Regions from separate parts of the Rattus norvegicus genome. Here region 1 is linked to region 2. Evidence: chromatin contacts called from public Hi-C data. All regions are on one chromosome and are shown on one strand. The core of a region is the stretch at or near the end of the contact, and the rest is flanking DNA. Distances in the headings are between cores, read along the strand shown. Region 1 holds the start of Ogfod3 (2-oxoglutarate and iron-dependent oxygenase domain containing 3). Region 2 overlaps Ccdc57 (coiled-coil domain containing 57).

Region 1 (5,503 bases), core at 1,935-4,434, 310 kb after region 2:
CTGCCTCAAGTTTAAGATCATCCTGCCTTAGCTTCCTGAGTTCTAAGATTACAGGCTTGTGCCAGCACACTAACAGTCTAGCAACATTCCTTCCTTGCTCACTAAAATCCCATTGGAAAGTTCTGACACAGCCCAAGCTGAGCCTGTCATTCTGGGCGCCATCCGTCTCCAGGACCACGGCACGTGCCTGTCATACTCATCTCTGCTTTATCTCCTTCACCGCTGTGTCATGCAGACACCCAGAGGACAGAAACTGGAAATGGCTTTGATGGGAGAGGGCGTCATGGCGTTCAGGGTTGTAGGAGAGTAAAGCATCAGCAGCAAGTTCAGCAAACAACTGGTCCCCGTAATCTGGCAGTTCCCTTGCTGAGTGAGCTGTGTGCTCTTACTGGTGAGATGGGGCCGTAAACTCTGGCTTTTTGCAAGATATGCTGCTGGTAAACTGTCATTTAGTGTGTGTGTGTGTGTGTGTGTGTGTGTGTGTGTGTGTGTGTGTGTTGCAAATTAGGATATTCCAAGTAAACTCCCAGGACAGAGCATCCAATACAACAGAAACATGTTTATTTTATTGACTGCAGAAGGAGAAAATGATGTGCCCTTTGTCCTTGTCCACCCAGTCAACAAAGCACTCCTCTGCCATCTCACATGTAGCTGAGTTCTTGTGCATCACGACAGCGCCCCCTTGTGGAAGAACATGGAAACAGGGAACCTTTTCTCCACTCACATTAAAACATTACTTTGAATAAAAAATAAATCACCCTTACAGAGCTGGGCCCTGATGCTACATTTGAGGAATAGAATGCATCTGGATGGAATGCTCAGGAAAACAGCAGCCCAAGGAGACCTACACCCCACCCCACCCACCCAGTCCAGAGGTGTGTGCTCTCTACGCTGCTGACTGTCCTCACCTGGCCCTGTGGCCCTGACACTGTGGCTCCCCTCTTTTCCCCTCAGCCCAACCCCAGGACTCCAGCTTGTAACTAGCTGGGTGTCCCTTCTTGCCCCAAAGAGGACCATCAGCAGAGCTGTGGACTGGGGTACATTCTTTTTTTTTTTTTTTTTTTGGTTCTTTTTTTCGGAGCTGGGGACTGAACCCAGGGCCTTGCGCTTCCTAGGCAAGCGCTCTACCACTGAGCTAAATCCCCAACCCCATGGGGTACGTTCTTGTCCTCATGTTTTCTGGGTACTCTCACTTATCCTAATTTTTCTGGAACTTTTTTCTACACTTATTATTTTATGTGTGTGGACACACAACATAGTGTGTGTAGAGGTCAGAGAACTACTTACAGGAGTTGGTTCTCTCCTACTATGTGTAGGTTCAGGACACTGAAATCAGGTCGTCCGGTTTGTGTTATGTGCTTTAAAGGTCACGCCATCTCACTGGCCCTTTCTCAGCTCCCTAATCCTGTTTCTTCTCTGCAGGTAGCCTCTGGGCACAGAAGGTTACTAAGGTGCTGCCTACACCTGCGTGGCATTGGAGGCCAACCCTGAAACATCTTTATTCTCCAACCCAGTGTGAGCTTGCCTATCTGGGAAGGGAAAGTTTGTCTCTAACCACATGTATCATTTTAAATGATTCCATTTGTAGCAAAAGACAAGGTTGAGCTTCATTTCTGTCACCTGTGCATCTGTGTATAAGTCTGTCCACATGAATGCAGGTGCCTGTAGAAGAAGTTGGATCTCCTGAAGGTGAAGTTACAGGCGGTTTTGAGCTGCCAATCAAGGGTATTAGGAACTGAACTCAGGTCCTCTAGAAATGCAACAAGTGTTCTTAAATACTGAGCTATCTCTCCAGCCCCTTACCAGTCACTCTTTTTTTGAGAAGCCTGTGGCACATACCTTCAAACCTTCGGTGACCGTCATAGTCCTCAGAGCAGGGAACCTCAATGAACCTGCCTTCTAGGACCTCACCACGATGGGCCACAACTTCAGCAACATCATCATCGATCCCTGCACTACTCCAGAGCAGGAATGTGACCAGAGCAAGGCTGACCCCAAGGGCCACAATCCTTAGCCATGTCCTCTGTGCCTCCTGAGGCAGCCGGTCCTTCTTGGTGCTAAGGGTAGAGAACAAAACCACTGGATGCAGCCATCATACTAAACACACCAATCAAAACCACAAGCTGTTCACGCTGGATGTCACCAGGCTTGGGCTGTGCCTGCATTGATCTCTGATCAAAATGGATGGACCCCAACAATCCTGAGATATTGTAGGTACTCGTGGGCTAATTATGAAGCAGCTGGTGTGAAATAAGGCATTCGCTTTCATCCACAACCCACTCAAGCTTATCAGGATGCCCACCATGCACCACCCCTTGGAAGAGCTTCCTAGGCAGTATGTGGTCTTGAAATATAGGTTCCATTTCTTAGTTACCAATTCAGGTGTGGGTTTGACAGAGGCTCACAGGCCAGTTTTGGACAGGTGAGGTGTTAAAGGCTGAGATGAGATAACCAGCAGAGGGAGATGGGGCATGCAGCAGAAAGGAGACATAAAGACTCGGAAATGGTCCCTAGCGAGAGAAACCTGCTCAGGAGACTGAAAGCAGCTTCAAGGAGCTTCCTGTGGATAGGACCTCTGTGCAAAGCTTGGAGGTGGGCAGCCACATGGTGATTTCATTATAGAAGGGGTGCCGCAGGATATTCCAACGAAGTCACACCCGCAACATATCACACCCACACTACTTCCACGCCCTCTCCCTAAGTCACGCCTGCTTGCGTCGCAGTAGGGCTGGCTCCACCTGACACCTTCACCCAGGAGCCAACCCAGACACAGGTCAGACCCCGCCTTGTCACGACCACGCCCCATCCTGTCAGGCCCCACCCCCCGGGATGGCCACACCCCACTCTGCCACAGACACCGCGATCACGACCACGCTCCACCTCCCTCCGACCCAGCCCTCGGAATGGTCATGCCCACACACCAGTCAGGCTCCGCCCGCTGTAGCGCGCGGCCTCCTGGACCCGAAGGATCCCGCTACCTGTTCGCGTGCCGGCGTTCTGCTGCACTATTTCCTTCGGGAACTCTGGGTGGTCCTCTCCGCTGAGGCGCCATCGGGCGAAGCCGTCGCAGAGCCAGGCGGGACACGAGAACCACCAAACTCGGGGCAATAGCTGCGACCGCGAAAGCGAGGCGGGAACGGTGTAGGGACGCGGGAGCGACGCGCTCGGTCCTCGGCCGGCTCGCGGTCAGGCGAGAGCAATCGGAGGCCGAGCGGTGCCGGGGGAGGGGAGCGGGGGAGGCGGGGCCTTCTCGGCCCTTGGCGCTGCTCCCCCGAGGCACCTGCGGAGTTGTACGTTCTCCGGTAGCAGTGCTGCGTGACGACGTGGGTGAGTCAAGCCCACAGCCTCCGGTTGGGCTGGACCAGGATGACCTGTCTCCTATGGCCGTCGCCCTCTCTCCCCCGATGGCGCTTTGAGAATCCTGTACTGAGAGTGGCGGGTCGGGGTTGGGGATTGAGGGCAAAGGGAGGAATGGGTGTGTGTGTGTGAGGAGGAGGGTGTGGTTCCTAAGGCTAGAACTTTTGAGTCCTTGCAAAGGACGAGCATGTGAACCCATGCAACTGGATGCACAACTCAGTAACTCTCCTTAATAATCGTTTGTGGTTTTACAAAAGGCAGGGAAACTGTTTCTTTAATATCCTGGCTGCTTCAGTATCATCCAGAAATTAATTTTTTTTTTTTTTGGTTCTTTTTTTCGGAGCTGGGGACCGAACCCAGGGCCTTGCGCTTCCTAGGTAAGCGCTCTAACCACTGAGCTAAATCCCCAGCCCCCAGAAATTAATTTTAATGGAAACTACAGTCAGCTCTGTTATATGGTAGAGCTTATTCCCTTTTCAAGTTATTGTTGTTATTATTTGCAGTAACCGAGGTGATTCCCAGGGCCCCTGGCATAATGAGCAAGGGCTGTATCATGAAACTAGCCATCTCCCCAAATTATCATTGCTGTAATTGTTTTTCAGTACTAGGAGTTGAACCTAAGACTTTATACATGCTAGACAAGTGTTGTACTACTAAGCTGTCCAGTCCGTATTTTACTTGTTAGTATGGAGACAGGGTCTTATTAAGTGGCCAAGGCTAGCTTTGACCTTCCTTGATAGCCCAGGCATGCCCTAAACTTTAATCCTTCCTCAGGAGGGGGCAGGGTGGGACAGGTGTTACTGGTGGGTGCCACTGCCACGCTTGCACAGTTTTTCTGTTGCTATAAATCGTAATAATCTCACAAGGAAATCGATGGTTTCCTATTTCAGGGCAATTCACAATACTGTATTTGAATGCGGAAATAAACTTGGATTATTTTCATATTAGTAAAATTAGTTTCGTCTGGCTTAGTAGAGCACAATTGGCTGGTATCAGAACTGAAAAAGAACGGGGAGGAGAGCTGTGTCTGCTCCTCTTTATAACTTAAGTTCTCTCCACCAGGAAGAAGTCACAGAGATCCTGTTATAGACGTTCCAAGAAAAAAAAAAATACCAACATGACATGTTCCACACCATTTAAGATGAGATTAGTTCATTTGGACCTTAAAGGAGCACCTCCAAAGGTTTCATATCTCTCTGAGGTAAGGACTCCCTTCACCTCTAATGACCTTTTACTCTGCAGAATTGAGCACTGGTCAAACAACCCTGAGGCCTTCTGGATCACGGTGGTGACAGAGCATAGGTGTTTCATTTTCTCTCAGTTCCCCATAGAACCAGGCAGAACACCTGGGCGGCACAAAGAACAGAGGAACTCATGACTTCTTTGCTGTGGTTGAATTGTTTCCACCCATAAGATGAGTTCAAGTCTTTGCACTTTGGTGCCTGTACATATACCCTTACCTTAAAATAGTCTTTGGAAAATTGACCAGTTGAAATGAGGCCATACTGGGGTTCTGTGAGGCTGAATAAGAAAAGCGGATTGATTATGTTTGGGGTCTGTATGCTCTCCCATGTGTTCATGTGAAGATCAGAGGTCAACAACATTCTTATTTTATTCATTTACTTATTTATTTTGGAGACACGGCCTCTCACTGAACCTAGAACTCACCATTTCACATAGTCAGAATCTGCCTGTCTTTACCCTGCCAGTGCTGGGGTTACAGGCACACACCACCATCCCTGGCTTTTATATGAGTGTTAGGGATCCCAAACTCAGGTAAAAGAGGAGATTTTAGACATAAAGTTGAAAAGGCACCTCAGTAAGGACACCCGAGACATCAGAAGTGAAGTGATACTGTCACAAACTAATAAACCAGGAACTGGAAGAGACAAGAAGGACTCTCCCGTGAGACCTTCTGAGAAAGCATGGCCTGCCAACTCCTTAACTAGAGTCCTGACCTCCAGGACTGTGAAAGAAAGCCCGCTATTTGAAGCCACGTCATTTGTAGTCATTTCTAACAGCAGACATAGATTCTTCAACATGAGCACAGTGCGCTCGCCTGTAACCCCAGTACTTCGGAAATAGAGGCAGGCGGTTCAGGAGATCAAGGCCAGTATTGATCCCAAAGCAAATTCAAAACCATCCT
Region 2 (5,189 bases), core at 2,359-4,858:
TTTTTTTAAGATCTAAATACCACCATCCCAAAGCAATATCCAGGTGCTAAGCCTGGGAATGCCAGCAAATTCATGATTTTAATATTCCTGTTGAACACTATGTCCCTGTATATTTCCTTATCAGGATGGAGCTTAGTGCTACACACCCAGCACCCACAGTTCCTGATGTGAGGCACAAGCGAAACAGGTTGCCCAAACACTCTGGCTTGAACTAAATATTGGGAAGGAGTCAGTGTACTGGAGCACAGTTGTAATTCCAGCACTGGGTAGGCTGAGGTGGGAGAACAGAGGCTTCTAAGCTAGTGCAGGCTTTGCTCAGGCTTCATAGGGAGGCCTTGTCTCAAAAAAAAAAAAGTTACAACCAAAGCTGTACGGTCCTGAACTTCCACCTCTGCTCAGAGCCACAAGAGAATTAAAAGCACAGTCTATAAAGGAAGTCTGCACATCTGCACTTCCAACAGCACTATTCCTAAGAGCCAAGGTGGAAACACCCACATGTACAGAGCAGATAAAAGGCCGTGGCTGTCCACGCGGGGATATAAGACATAAAGTTTGACTTAATAAACCCCTGCCCTCCATAGCTCAGATGACTAAAATAGTTAACCTGCATACAGCACTTTTGTGTGTATGCATGTACAGGAGTGTGAATGAGGACACGCAGATACGAATGTGTGGGTGCTTGTGCACAGGTCGGAGGTCAGCCCTGGGTGATGGTCCCCAGCAGCCGTCCATCTGCTTGAGAGAAGGTCTCTCACTGGGACCTATGGCTCAGTGATTATGAGAAGCTGGCTGGTCAATAGGGTCCCATGGCTTCTGGAGATGTATATTTTGATATTTGATGTATATTTTGTTAAATTTTGTCACAATTTAAAAGAGAATGCCGGGGCTGGAGAGATGGCTCAGCGGTTAAGAGCACCCGACTGCTCTTCCAGAGGTCATGAGTTCAATTCCCAGCAACCACATGGTGGCTCACAACCATCTGTAAAGAGATCTGATGCCCTCTTCTGGTGTATCTGAAGACAGCTACAGTGTACTTACATAATAAATAAAATAAAAAGAGAATGCCACCCTATAAATGTGGATGACCCTTGAGAACTTGAGCCTCTGTGACAGGCCAGACATAAGGGCAAGTGCCATAAGATTCCAATTAGTGTCTGTTCCTAGAGTTAGCAGATTCACGAACAACGCAGACTGGAGGCTGCTGGGAGACTAGGGGAAGGAGTGGCAGCTAGAGCTGAGTGGGAACAGCACTGCTGACGGACGGCAGTTGGAACTGCTTCTGTCAAATCCTGATGCCAATGAACTTTACACTGAAAAGATTAAGTGGCTAGCTTGGACAGGTATGGTGCTGCACACCTATAACCCCAACAGCACTTGGGAGGCTGGAAGCAGGAAGATAAGTTGTGGGGGACAGCTATAGTGACATATGCCTGCAGTCCCAATACTTGGAAGGAAGAGGCACAGATTATAAATTCAAGGTCATAGAGCAAGTTCCAGCCAGGTTTGCATAAATGAGACCTTGTCTCAGAAAAACAAAAACTGAAGATAATAGGTCAACTTGGTTATATATACTTTATCACAAGCAATAGTAAATATAAAAACTATATGATTAAAAAGAAAACAATGGGGTTGAGGATTTAGCTCAGTGGTAGAGTACCTGCCTAGCAAGTGCAAGGCTCTGGTTTGGTCCTCAGCTCTTGGGGGTGGGGTGAGAGAAAATAAAAAGAAAACATTACTAAAAATGGTAGTGGGGGTGGGGTGGGCAGAAAGCCCCTAAAGTCCCTCCTATCCACTGCAATGCAAAATTCCCTTCTAAAATGGCCCATAGCTGCTTTGGGCACAGGCACACAAGGCTGTTGGGCTGGGCTGGGCTGGGCAGGCCGGAGGCAGCAGCTCACTTGTCAGTAAGGGAATTCCTCTCCTTGCTGTCCTCAGCTTGCCTCCACTCAGCCCTTCGCAGTTGTCCCTCCAGCGTTTCACATCGGAACTGAAGCTCCAGGACCTTGGCATCCAGCGTCTGCAGCTGCTCTGCATGGGCACCCTTCACTGCTGCTAGCACTGTGTCTTTCTCCCTGGCTTGACGGTCAAGCTCTTCATGTCTGAAACACAGGGAAGGGTTCCACAATGGCTCACTCAGCACTCTGGAACCTTCCAAAGTGTTTGTCATCATTTCTTACTCTACAGTTGTCCCTGACAAGATGGCTGACTCTGCAGGAGTAACTTGTGGGTATGCTTGCTCTTCCCATGTTAGCAGATCTTCTTAAATGCCAGGCTCTTGGTGGCTCCCCCAAGCTCACACACAGACACCAAAGCAGGTTCACAAAGCACTCCTAGGAGACAACTAAGCTTGCCAGCCCAGGGAAAACACCTGCCTCCTAGATGGGCAGATTCCTGAGTGCTCTCCTAGTATATCGGTTTGTCTGTACTGCCTAACTGTGGCATGAGACAACACAGGGACAATTTGTTCCCCTTCTTTCTCCCCAGTGTGGCTGGGAAGCCTAAGTGTGTGGTGTGTGGTAGCTACAGTTGCCATTTCCTTTGGAGGAGAAAGTAAATGACTTGCCCTGGGAGTTGAGCCCACAGCTGAGCGTCTAGCTGGCATCCCCAACCCCATTCCTTGTTGACTATGCTGTTCCAGCACCTACTGAACCCTGCTGTACCGGGAAGATGAACAACGCTTTAATTGCATTGCTGAAGTTCCGCCTTGAGCCAACATACTATTTATTTCCTGGGTGTTGTGCCTGTTCCTGTTGGCTGGGTCCCAACCCACACTGAGTACAGGGTATATCAACAGGAAAAAGAGAACTCAAGAGAGTCTGCATCTGAGAGTAAGGGGTGTGGCCAACCAGGTGACTGTGTCAGCATGGCAAAGCTTGGGGCTAATAGTCTACAACTTATAAACTAGTGAGTAGAACATTCAAGTTTTAAATGTTAATGCTAAATTTTAAAATATGTATTTATCTAGTGTGGGGTGTGTGTATGGAGCCAGTTCTCTCCTTTTACCACGTGGGTTCCAGGGATGGAACTCAGGTCACCCACCATGTTGACAAGTGATTTTATCCACAGAGCCATCTCATTTACCCATAAAAGTTAAAATTTAACTAAGGTTATATTTTAAAGCCTGTTTTAGACACTGTAGACTAAATCCAGAGTTTTAGACATTTTTAGTTTGTGTTTTATCAATGAACTGGACTGGAGTCTTGGCCCTTCAAACATTTTAAGCTTTGAGACACTGGATGCCTAACCCTTTCTAAGGAAGTAGAGCATGGAGTTAACCAAAGTGGTATCCCAGCTCAGGCTACCCCGTCACAGGGCTCTTGTCTCCAGAGAGTATGATCCAGACTCTTTTCCAGAGGCACTACCCAGGCAGAAATACGCACTTCCTCCTGAAAGTCTCCTCAGCTTTCTTCTTGGCCAGCTGTACAGAGTGAAGCTTCTTCTCCAAGTCCTTTATCCTAAACAGAAACTGTGTCAGTAAAGAAGAGCAGTTACATAAGAGACCAAAGAATAGAACTGGAAGAAGCCAGGAAGGCAGCGCCACCAGGGTCTAGTCCTTATGGCCACAATGCCTTGAGAGCAGAACCCACGCACCGAGCATCCTTCATGGCCTCCAGATCCTGTAGCTCCCGGGCATGATCCTGTAGCTTCCTCTCTAATTCAATGTGCTCTGATTCTGCCTTCTGCAGACTCTCTGTTGCCTGTGCTCCAGCTTCTTTTAAAGCCTGAAGCTCTTTGTTTAGCAGCTTTACCTGAGGGAGATTGAAAAGTTCCAGGAGAGTAAATGGGTAAAAGGAACAGTATGGCTTCTAGCTGAGCTGGTTAGGACTCAGTGGCAGAGCACTTGTCTAGCATGCACAAGGTCTCGAGTTCAACCCCCAGTACCGGATACCAGATATGTGCAAAATAAAGAGAGAAAAGCATCTCCCAATATTAAACAAACAAACAAACAAACAAACAAAAAGGAACAGTGCAAAACCTGGTGTGGTCCCAGCACTTGGCAGAGGCAGGCAGATCTCTGAGTTCGAGGCAGATCTCTGAGTTCGAGGCCAGCCTGGTCTACAGATCTAGCTCCAGGATAGACAGGACTACACAGAGAAACCCTGTCTCAAAAAAAAAAAAAACAAAAAAAAAAAAAACCTAACTAACTAACTAAAGAACAGCATGGTGTTCTGTAGTACAGGGTAATTAAAGCTGGCAACAGTGAACTTGAAAACTGGAAACACTTCAAAAACCCTGCCCAGCCAGTTACCTTGAGCTCGTGGGTCAAGACAGTGTTGCTCAAGTCATCAGCTCTCAGTTGGAACTCATGCTCCCTTCTCTGAGCTTCAGATTCAAATTCTTGCAGCAGTTCCTGGAATAAGAGTCAAGAGAGGAGAGCAGCCGCTGCAAACATCTCAGCTCAGGTGTGAGACCACTGCTCATAATGAATTACAACATCTGTACACACAAAGTTTTCTGTTCTACATACAAAACTGTTTAACTATATTTTCCTATAACATTCTTCAAGATCTATGTATCTATATCAATATATACCGTCAATCTAAGCACTAAGGAGGCAGATGCAGGCGGATCTCTGAGTTCAAGGCCAGCCTGATTTACAGAGTAAGTTCCAGGACAGCCAGGGCTACACAGAGAAATCCTGTCTTGAAAAACAAACAAAACAAACCAACCAACCAAAGAAACAACAACAAAAATTCTCAGGCAAAATGGGGTCATAAATGAAACCACTTTAAGAAGCCTCTCTCTGGGGGTTGGGGATTTAGCTCAGCGGTAGAGCGCTTGCCTAGCAAACGCAAGGCCCTGGGTTCGGTCCCCAGCTCCGAAAAAAAGAAAAAGAAAAAGAAAAAGAAAAAAAAAGAAGCCTCTCTCTGAGGAATGGCTGGTATAATTCTTGCAGTTCAGTTAGCATTGCTGTCAGGATAGCATACATTCCCTTCTACACACTTCCTTTTCATTTCTGACATGATGAGGCCCTCTATGGGGTCACTGGCTGATAAAAGTGTTTGGATTCTCCAGCTACCAGTGAACCAAAAAGCCTAATTTCTTTATTACTGGGGTCAGGTACCTTTGTCTCATTTTTGATCAGCATAGAGCAAGAGCCCCTGGGGAAGACTGAGTGCTCAGGGACTCATGGGAGCCCCTCTAGTCCTGGGCCCGGCCCTGTGCTGCCCACCACCAGACTCCAGCCC

Evidence for each region. A called contact is a pair of places that touch in the nucleus more often than the background predicts.
Region 1: a contact with region 2 is called in a Hi-C map of frontal cortex, with 2.7 times the contacts expected there. The contact joins the promoter of Ogfod3 here to the enhancer-like site in region 2. A contact is called at or near these places in 3 of 12 Hi-C or Micro-C datasets (Schwann cells, frontal cortex and hepatocytes).

Annotation. Positions count from the first base shown.
Region 1 is chr10:106,975,238-106,980,740 of GRCr8, forward strand. It overlaps Ogfod3 (2-oxoglutarate and iron-dependent oxygenase domain containing 3), which reads right to left and starts at 3,185. Exons shown (of 9, transcript NM_001013976.1): 1 at 2,979-3,185; 2 at 1,840-2,057. The coding sequence starts at 3,052. Hexd (hexosaminidase D) reads left to right here and starts at 3,258. Exons shown (of 13, transcript NM_001142562.2): 1 at 3,258-3,327; 2 at 4,420-4,558. The coding sequence starts at 4,475.
Region 2 is chr10:106,668,058-106,673,246 of GRCr8, forward strand. It overlaps Ccdc57 (coiled-coil domain containing 57), which reads right to left. Exons shown (of 22, transcript XM_063270205.1): 6 at 4,250-4,351; 7 at 3,592-3,749; 8 at 3,381-3,455; 9 at 1,899-2,099. Among named protein-coding and RNA genes, the nearest start is that of Ccdc57, 24 kb to the right of the region's middle. Within about 2 kb of position 3,609, at least 15 of the 93 cell types and tissues checked have an H3K27ac peak or open chromatin away from gene starts, as enhancers often do.